2 separate regions of the Mus musculus genome follow, and region 2 is linked to region 1. The links are chromatin contacts, called in public Micro-C maps. All regions are on one chromosome and are shown on one strand. Each heading gives the region's core, a stretch centred on a gene start, on an enhancer-like site or on the middle of the called end of the contact. The rest is flanking DNA. Distances are from core to core; before and after follow the strand shown.

Region 1 (3,655 bases), core at 525-3,024:
TAAACCCTGAAATTAAAGTTGAATTAATGGGGAGCTCACTCTTTTTGCACATAAACTGTATATTATTTCTCTGCTCTCAAAGACTAGTAATAGAAACCATTTGTCTAAACCTAATGCTAACACATTGCTTGTTAATGAGTCTACAACCAGACATCCACTATATCTTCTTACATTTGCACAACGTGTTGTAGAATATCACATACTATCATACACTTTCCTATTTAATCCTTAATAAAACTTTACCATTTTTCACATGAAGCCATGTCTGAGAGAAGTGGAGTCAAGGCCACAGGGAACAGAATCACAGAGGGATTCAGGAATTCACTCAGAACCTGCACAAGAGAGACACAATTCAAACTCGGGTTGCTCTGAGTCTGACGAAATTCCCCACCCCACACCCCATTGCTCGGTTCTGTGTTGGATCAGTTGTCTATATAGTCTTTGGCTCTGCAGCTCTCTTAAACATCTGCCCAATGCCCTTGGCCAATTAAGTTCATAATCCAGTTGATCAGGTTTGTTTCAATCCTTAACTATGCTATCCTAGCGAAACTGGAGCCAGCTGAATGACTCTGCCTCACTGAAAAACCAGGAGTCAGTGGTTGAAGATGATCTACTCACACTCAGGCTATAAACACCTAGAGCCGAAGGCTTTAAATGCCCAGCTTATGAAAATTGTATAGGGACTTAGTTTCAGTTAAATGACTTAAATTATTCATTCTCTAGACTTAAAATTACACCAATCCTTTCGAAGCAATGCTTTATTCTTACTGATTTTCAATGAAAGCAAGCTCAATTTAGAAAAATATTAAGTACCTACTATGTGAACAGTATGGTTCTTCCCTCCCCACCCCTTTTTGTTCACCTGTAAGTAAATCTTTATTTCTTTTGGGTTTCTTTTTAAATTTCCTTAACTTGTAGTCATTCAACCTCATTCTCTCCTGTCTCCTGGGCTGCCTTCCTCCCTATTGCAGGAAAGTCAGTATCCAAGCTGGGCTTTCTTCCTGTGTAGATTCTCCCCTCAGGTTGAAGCTGCTTAGAGTTCAGGACTCATTTATTTGTACTGTTACAAACTACATGATTTGGGGAAGGAGAGAAACTCCATTGAGAATTTGATCTAGAGAGAGGAGCTGATGCTGTCAGGTGCCCCACTTTGATGGCAACAGATAAAATGACTCAGGCTGGCTCAGGCACAGTCACACACCAGAGAGGAGACAACTGCTGACTTGGCCAAAGGCTGTAAATAAAAGCTGACTTAGTATTGTCACCTATAATTACAACTAAGTCACAGCTTGCATTCCGATGGTCTTTAAGAAAGAGAGAAAGGGGGAGTGACAGAAGCAACAGAGGAAGGCAGAAGGGAGAGGGGGAGAGAAAGGAGGAAGAAAGAAGGGAGGGAGAGAGGAAGAAAGGATGGAAGGATGAAAAATGGAGATAGGCAGGGAGGAAGAAGAAAAGCAGAAAAAGAACGACATGAGGGATAGGAAAGGAACAGAGCTAGATTGGAAGAGATTTTTGTTGCCTAATGAAGTAGACTCAGAGATTCAGTGCCTTACAGAATTTATGTTCATCGGGGACTCATCTAAGAGGAGCGCCATGAGAATTTCAGACTAGAAAACCTGATAAGCACATAAATTCTCATAATAGGTGAATCACAAATTCCACAGGAAACATTGAGTTTGATGTTGGATTACATTTGCAGACAATTAAGAGGTGAAACCAAGTGTCTTTGCAAACCCACATGCCACATCTAGATCAATTTAGCAGCTGTTTGGTGAAAACATGCCAGGTCATGCTTGTTATCAGGGTGTAGCACAGAAGAGTTCCGGGCCTCAAGGAACTCTATGACCCAAAAGAAAAGTGACTTTTCTAAAAGTATTTACTAAGAAATGGGTTTTTTTTTCTGTTTTTTGTTTTTTGTTTTTTTCTGGGTATGTGTGTGTGTGGACATATGAAGTACCAAGGATGCAGAGAAAAGGCTGCTCTGGCTTGTTTAAAAGGCTTTTAAGTTTATGGGAAGGGTGGCATTTTCCCACTAATTTACTTATTTATTCACTTTACATCTTGACTGTAGCCCCTCCTGTTCACACAGTGGCTCTCACACACCCCTCCCCTTCTCCTTTGAGAAGAGGGCACCCCCCCTACTACTACACATCACACTACTCTGATACATCAAGTCACACAAGATTAGGTACATCTTCTCTAACTGAATCCAGACAAAGCAGCAGTTAGGAAAATGGGATCCACAGACAGGCAATAGCTTTAGGGACAGCCCTTTGCTCCAGTTGTTGGGGGGGGGGGGACCCACATGAAGACTGAGCTGCACATCTGCTACATATGTGTGGGGTCCTAGGTTCAGCCCGCTTATGCTTCGTTGGTGGTTCATTCTCTGAATGCCCCCAAAGGTCCAGGTTAGTTGACTCTGTTGGTCATCCTGTGGAGTTCTTATCTCCTTTGGGTCCCTCAATCCTTCCCCCAATTCTTCCACAAGATTCTCTGAGCTCCATTCAATGTTTGGCTGTGGGTTTTTGCATCTGTTTTAGTCAGGGATGAGGGGCTATCAGAGGATAGGTACACTAGGCTCCAGTCTGCAAGCATAACAGAGTACCATTTATCATGTCAGGGATTGGTTCTTGCCCATGGAATGATTTTCAAGTTGGGCTTGTCATTGGTTGGCTATCCCCCTTAGTCTCTGTTCCATCTTTGACCCTGAATTTCTTATAGGCAGGACAACTTTGGGTTGTCGGTTTTGTGGATAGGTTGGTATACTTATCCCTCCACTGGGGATCCAGCCTGGCTACAGGAGGTGGACATATCCCCCACTGCTAGGAATCTCAGCTAAGGTCACCTCCATAGACTCCCAGAAGCCTCCCCCATTCCAGGACTCTGGCATCCCCTGCTAGCCCATGATTTCCATTTATTCTCCTGGCCTTCCTTATTTCTTTTGACGCCTGATCACTATTTGTGGATGATATGATAGTATACATAAGTGACCCTCAAAATTCTACCAGACAACTTCTATAGCTGATAAACACCTTCAGTAATGTGGCTGGATACAAAATTACCTAAAAAAAAAAAAATCAGTAGCCCTAATATATACAAACAATAAACAGGCTGAGAAAGAAATTAAGGAAACAACACTGTTCACAATAGCCACAAATAATCTAAAATATCATGATATAACAATTACCAAGCAAGTGAAAGACCTATATGACAAGAACTTCAAGTCCCTGAAAGAAAAAAATTGAAGAAGATATCAGAAGATGGGAAGAACTCCCATGTTCATGGATCAGTATTATTAACATAGTAGACATAGCCATTTTACCAAAAGCAATATACAGACTCAGTGCAATTTCCATAAAAATTCCAACACAATTACTTATAGATCTTGAAAGAACAATTCTCAACTTTGTATGAGAAACAAAAACAAAAACAAAAACAAAAACAAAGAGAAAGCATCTTCAACAAATGGTGCTAGTCTAACTGGATGTCTACATGTAGAAGAATGCAAATATATCCATATTTACCACCCTGCACAAAACTCTAGTGCAAGCAGATCAAAGACCTCACATAAAACCCAATACACCAAATCTAATAGAATAGAAAGTGGAGAACAGGCGTGAATGCATTTGAACTGGAGACATCTTCCTGAATAGAG
Region 2 (3,831 bases), core at 189-2,688, 120 kb before region 1:
TCCTCTCTAGCCTCATTCCCAGTGCCCGTTCTTCAAGAATCTGAACTTGAGCACTTGTGTTTACTTTCGTCTGAGCTCCCTGAGGTTAGATTGTTGATGTCTACGCAAGCCAGCGATTAGCATTCTGACTTCAATTCCTTCTTCAGTGTCGGCCAAAGGAGTCCAAGAAGTTGGCCACAGCACCGCCTGGGAACAATAGGCCCTTTCTACCAAATACAGGTTTGTCTTCCTTTTCAAACTCGCAGGAGTTGGTGCTCTGGCAGAGAGGGCCACCTGAGGGTACAGACTTCATTGTGAAGCCAAGGGCTCCCCAAACAGGAAAAACCAACCAGCGGGTCATATGGCCAACAAAGTCAAGATTTTAGCCCCAGTTCCATTTATAGAATGGGAAAGGTGAATCTGATGGCCTGTCACAGCACAGACAGATACAGCCATGAACGCAATTGTCTTAGAAATGCCAGGCATGGGCTCGGAAGGGCAATGTGGCAACCACAAAGGGACTCTCCTGTCTAACCCCCAAGTCATCAGACTTGAGAAACCCTGACCATTCAGAGTTTCTCACTTATCTGTCTTCCTCGCTTATCTGCCATGGTCACAAAGAACAGCCAAGCTGACCCCACTGCTTCACTAGAGCCTCCCATGAGGTCGCTAGAAAATCCACAGCTGGAGCTTAAGCAATGGCTCAAGGGGTAAGAGCACTTGCTGTTCAAGCAGGAGGGCCAGAGTTCAAATCCTTAGCACCCACTAAGAAGGTGTGGTCACATGCACACCTGAAACCCAAGTGCTGCTGGCAGCAGAGAGAAGAGGATCCCTGAGGCCTGCCGACTGCCAGCCTAACTCCAAGTTCAGTGAGACCCTGTCTCACAAGGGAGTAAGACAGAATGAGAGAGTAAGACACTGGGTGGTTTCTTCTGGCCTGCTGACAGATTTCTGCCTACACGAACCATGAGCCCCTACATATGTGCCCCTAAACACACATACACATCTACCACCACCACCACCACCACCACCAACAACAACAACAACAACACACACACAACAACAACAACAACAACAACAACAACAACAACACACACACACACACACACACACACAAGAAAGGGGAAAAGAGGGGGGGAAGTTACAGGAGGGGAGGGAGCCTTCCCAAGTTCCCTCTATATGAGGCATGGGTGACGTGGGAGGTCAGAAGCCTGCCTATCTCAGAAGCTTCGAGCACATTCTTTTACTCATTTACTAATAAGAGCCAAATAAGGGACCATGAAAGCTAAACCTCACCACACGAGACTTCCTGCTCTGGGGGGTTTGTTCAGCACAGGCTCGTGACAGATAGTCTTGCAATGAGGGGCATCTGGGCTCCCTGGAGAAGAGACACTGTCTCTTATCCATTCTGTCCTTCACCAGCTGGGCAACTTAACCTGCCTGTGGTTATTAGTCAGTCTCAAGCATCCAAGGACAGACGGAATGACACCCTGTTTTTTCTCACACTGTTATCATCAGTAAGGAATGAGATAACCACAGCAAATAGTTCACATATTTTTAAAATGCCGCTCTCCAAATGAAAGGCCCTGTTATTTTCATTACTCGGTGGAAGCTGGACCTGGGGACATCATGAGCCAGGACACAAGGCTGATGCTCACAAGCAGAGGGACACTGGCTTCCCAAGGAGCTCTTGGCAGGGAAACTTCCAGAGGACTTGTCAAGAGTCAAGCACTAAAATGCCAAGTCCTCTGAATCCAGAAAGGACTGAAGCAAAGATGGTGGCTCCAAAGACAGACTCTGCTGCTCCATGCATGGTCTCCCGTGAAGCCTGTGGGTTCAGGGCTCCTGCTCCTAAGTTTGTGCTTCCAGAGACACTGACACGGGACACCCCCTGCCTGGGTGACCTTGGCAATGAGCGGAGCACAGAAGTAGGGCAGCTCAGCTGGCTGTCCTGATTGCTATCAATCTTCTAATGACACACTCTTCCCATCCTGAGGAAGCTGTGGTACTGGGCTAGTACCTATCTTCAGAGTCCTTCCACAGTTTTGGAAGGAAGCATCGTTTGCATTTGAGGAGGCTGTCTGTTTTCTGCCGGCCTCTTCAACATGGTTTTTTTTATACGTTTGTTAACCTAAACTCTGGTATTCCGTGTCCTTAAATCAAAGAGAGCAGGTCCGACCAGTCTAAATCAATATACGTTTTTTAGCTACTCGGGCTGAAAAGAATTGAGCAGTCTAGAGTATGGGCTATTGGCCAAAGAACTGCTCTATTTTCCCAAAGCTGATGATCTAATCTAATGCTGCTCACAAACCTCTGAAGGCCAGGGCAGAGAGTAGGAGTAAAGGAGCCAGATAGTTCACACACACACAGACACACAGACATACACACACACAGACAGACACACACAGACACACACACACACACACACACACACACACACAGAGACACACACACACACACACACAGCACTAGAGCCTGGGTTAATAAAACTAGGATAGCTCAAATTTTGGAGTACTTTTGGCCCTCTAAACAAACTTTACTCTATGAGAAGCCCTCACGAGTCACGTCCCAGAGCTACTGAATCTGGGAATCGGTCCTTTTTTTTTCCATCCTGTTTTTATATGACATCATTTATTTCCTGCCTATAGTGAATTCACATCATATTGGGAAAACAACAGAAAAGGAAAAGACCACCCTTTCTTCCTTCTATTTCCTATATCCCTTCCTCCCTTGACCTTCAGGCTATCATCCCCTCTGCCACTTATCGTTCAGCCACAAAGCTTGGCGCTCCTCTTAGCGGCTGTCACTCACTCATCCAATATCTTCTGGAACTACCATGTTCACCCAGTGAATGACACAAAGAAGAAAGTCGGTGAAGACCTTAAAAAGCCGAGTCTCCGAGTTTATGGTGCTTGTCTTTCAATGGCGACACAGACAAAATACACGCAGGCCGAAATAACGTCTATAAAGAAACAGAGGAGTCTCAGATAAAAGCTACGGAGGGAAAACCCGGAAATGCTCTGCCGTGGCCAGATAGCTGCCGGCCTCTGCCTGTTCTCCTCTTCTCCATCCCTCTTCCTTTCTTTTCTCCTTTTCTCAGTTCCAATGTTTATGGACAGATGTTTAATTGACTATTAAGTGCACAGAGCAGTTACCTATCCCTCCTAAAATCTACCTCAAATGTTAAGTTGAAAGGGGTGTTGACAGCTCAGACAGTACAAAAGTCAACCCAGGAAAGTGTCCGGCTCTGTCATGTCACCTCTGGGAATAGCCATCACCCAGGAGATATTCTGAGGACCCTGGAGGGCTCTGTGAATCCTCCAAAACATCTCCCCGAGTCAGCCACTCGCTTCCTTCCACCCAGGACTCCTGGGATAGGAGAACTAACAGAGCACCAACTGCAAGCCCAGGCGATCAGGGTCAAGTGGTCTGCAGTCTCAGTATTATTTCATTTGGCTTGCCCATAAGTGTTTTTGATTATTTTTACATCAAATATTATAAAGTTGGTCCATTTAGATTCTTTATTTTATTTATTTGTGTGGGAGGGCGCACACGCCAGAGTGCACACATTAAGGACAGGAGACAATCTGTGGGGGTCAGTCCTTGTCTTTCACCTTTAGAGTCTCAGGATTTAAACTCAGGACTTCAGGCTTGGTGACAAGCACCTTCAGCCACAGAGCCATCCTGCTGGACCTACTCGGCCCATAATATCCAAATTTCTCTAACCTTTTCTTTGAAGACCCGAGTTTCAAATGCTGACTTATTCTTATCTCTTGATCTTCTGTGCTTACACATGTTTGAAAGTAGTGACTAAAGCAGACTACAGGGTGAGGAGGAACTGACTAAGGCAAA

Evidence for each region. A called contact is a pair of places that touch in the nucleus more often than the background predicts.
Region 2: a Micro-C map of the G1E-ER4 cell line shows a contact between it and region 1. The contact joins two enhancer-like sites. A contact is called at or near these places in 1 of 15 datasets of contacts at CTCF or cohesin (CD8 T cells), 11 of 484 Hi-C or Micro-C datasets (the G1E-ER4 cell line, the HL-1 cell line, LSK cells and 7 more) and 4 of 115 datasets of contacts at active chromatin or transcription factors (Th2 cells, bone marrow-derived dendritic cells and embryonic stem cells).

Annotation. Positions count from the first base shown.
Region 1 is chr6:133,965,585-133,969,239 of GRCm38.p6, reverse strand. No RefSeq gene overlaps it. Among named protein-coding and RNA genes, the nearest start is that of Gm46977, 68 kb to the left of the region's middle. Within about 2 kb of position 1,774, at least 7 of the 459 cell types and tissues checked have an H3K27ac peak or open chromatin away from gene starts, as enhancers often do. A contact at or near this core is called in the G1E-ER4 cell line, where this site is marked.
Region 2 is chr6:134,087,893-134,091,723 of GRCm38.p6, reverse strand. All of the region lies in intron 1 of Etv6 (ets variant 6), which reads right to left. Among named protein-coding and RNA genes, the nearest start is that of Gm46978, 21 kb to the left of the region's middle. Within about 2 kb of position 1,438, at least 90 of the 459 cell types and tissues checked have an H3K27ac peak or open chromatin away from gene starts, as enhancers often do. A contact at or near this core is called in the G1E-ER4 cell line, where this site is marked.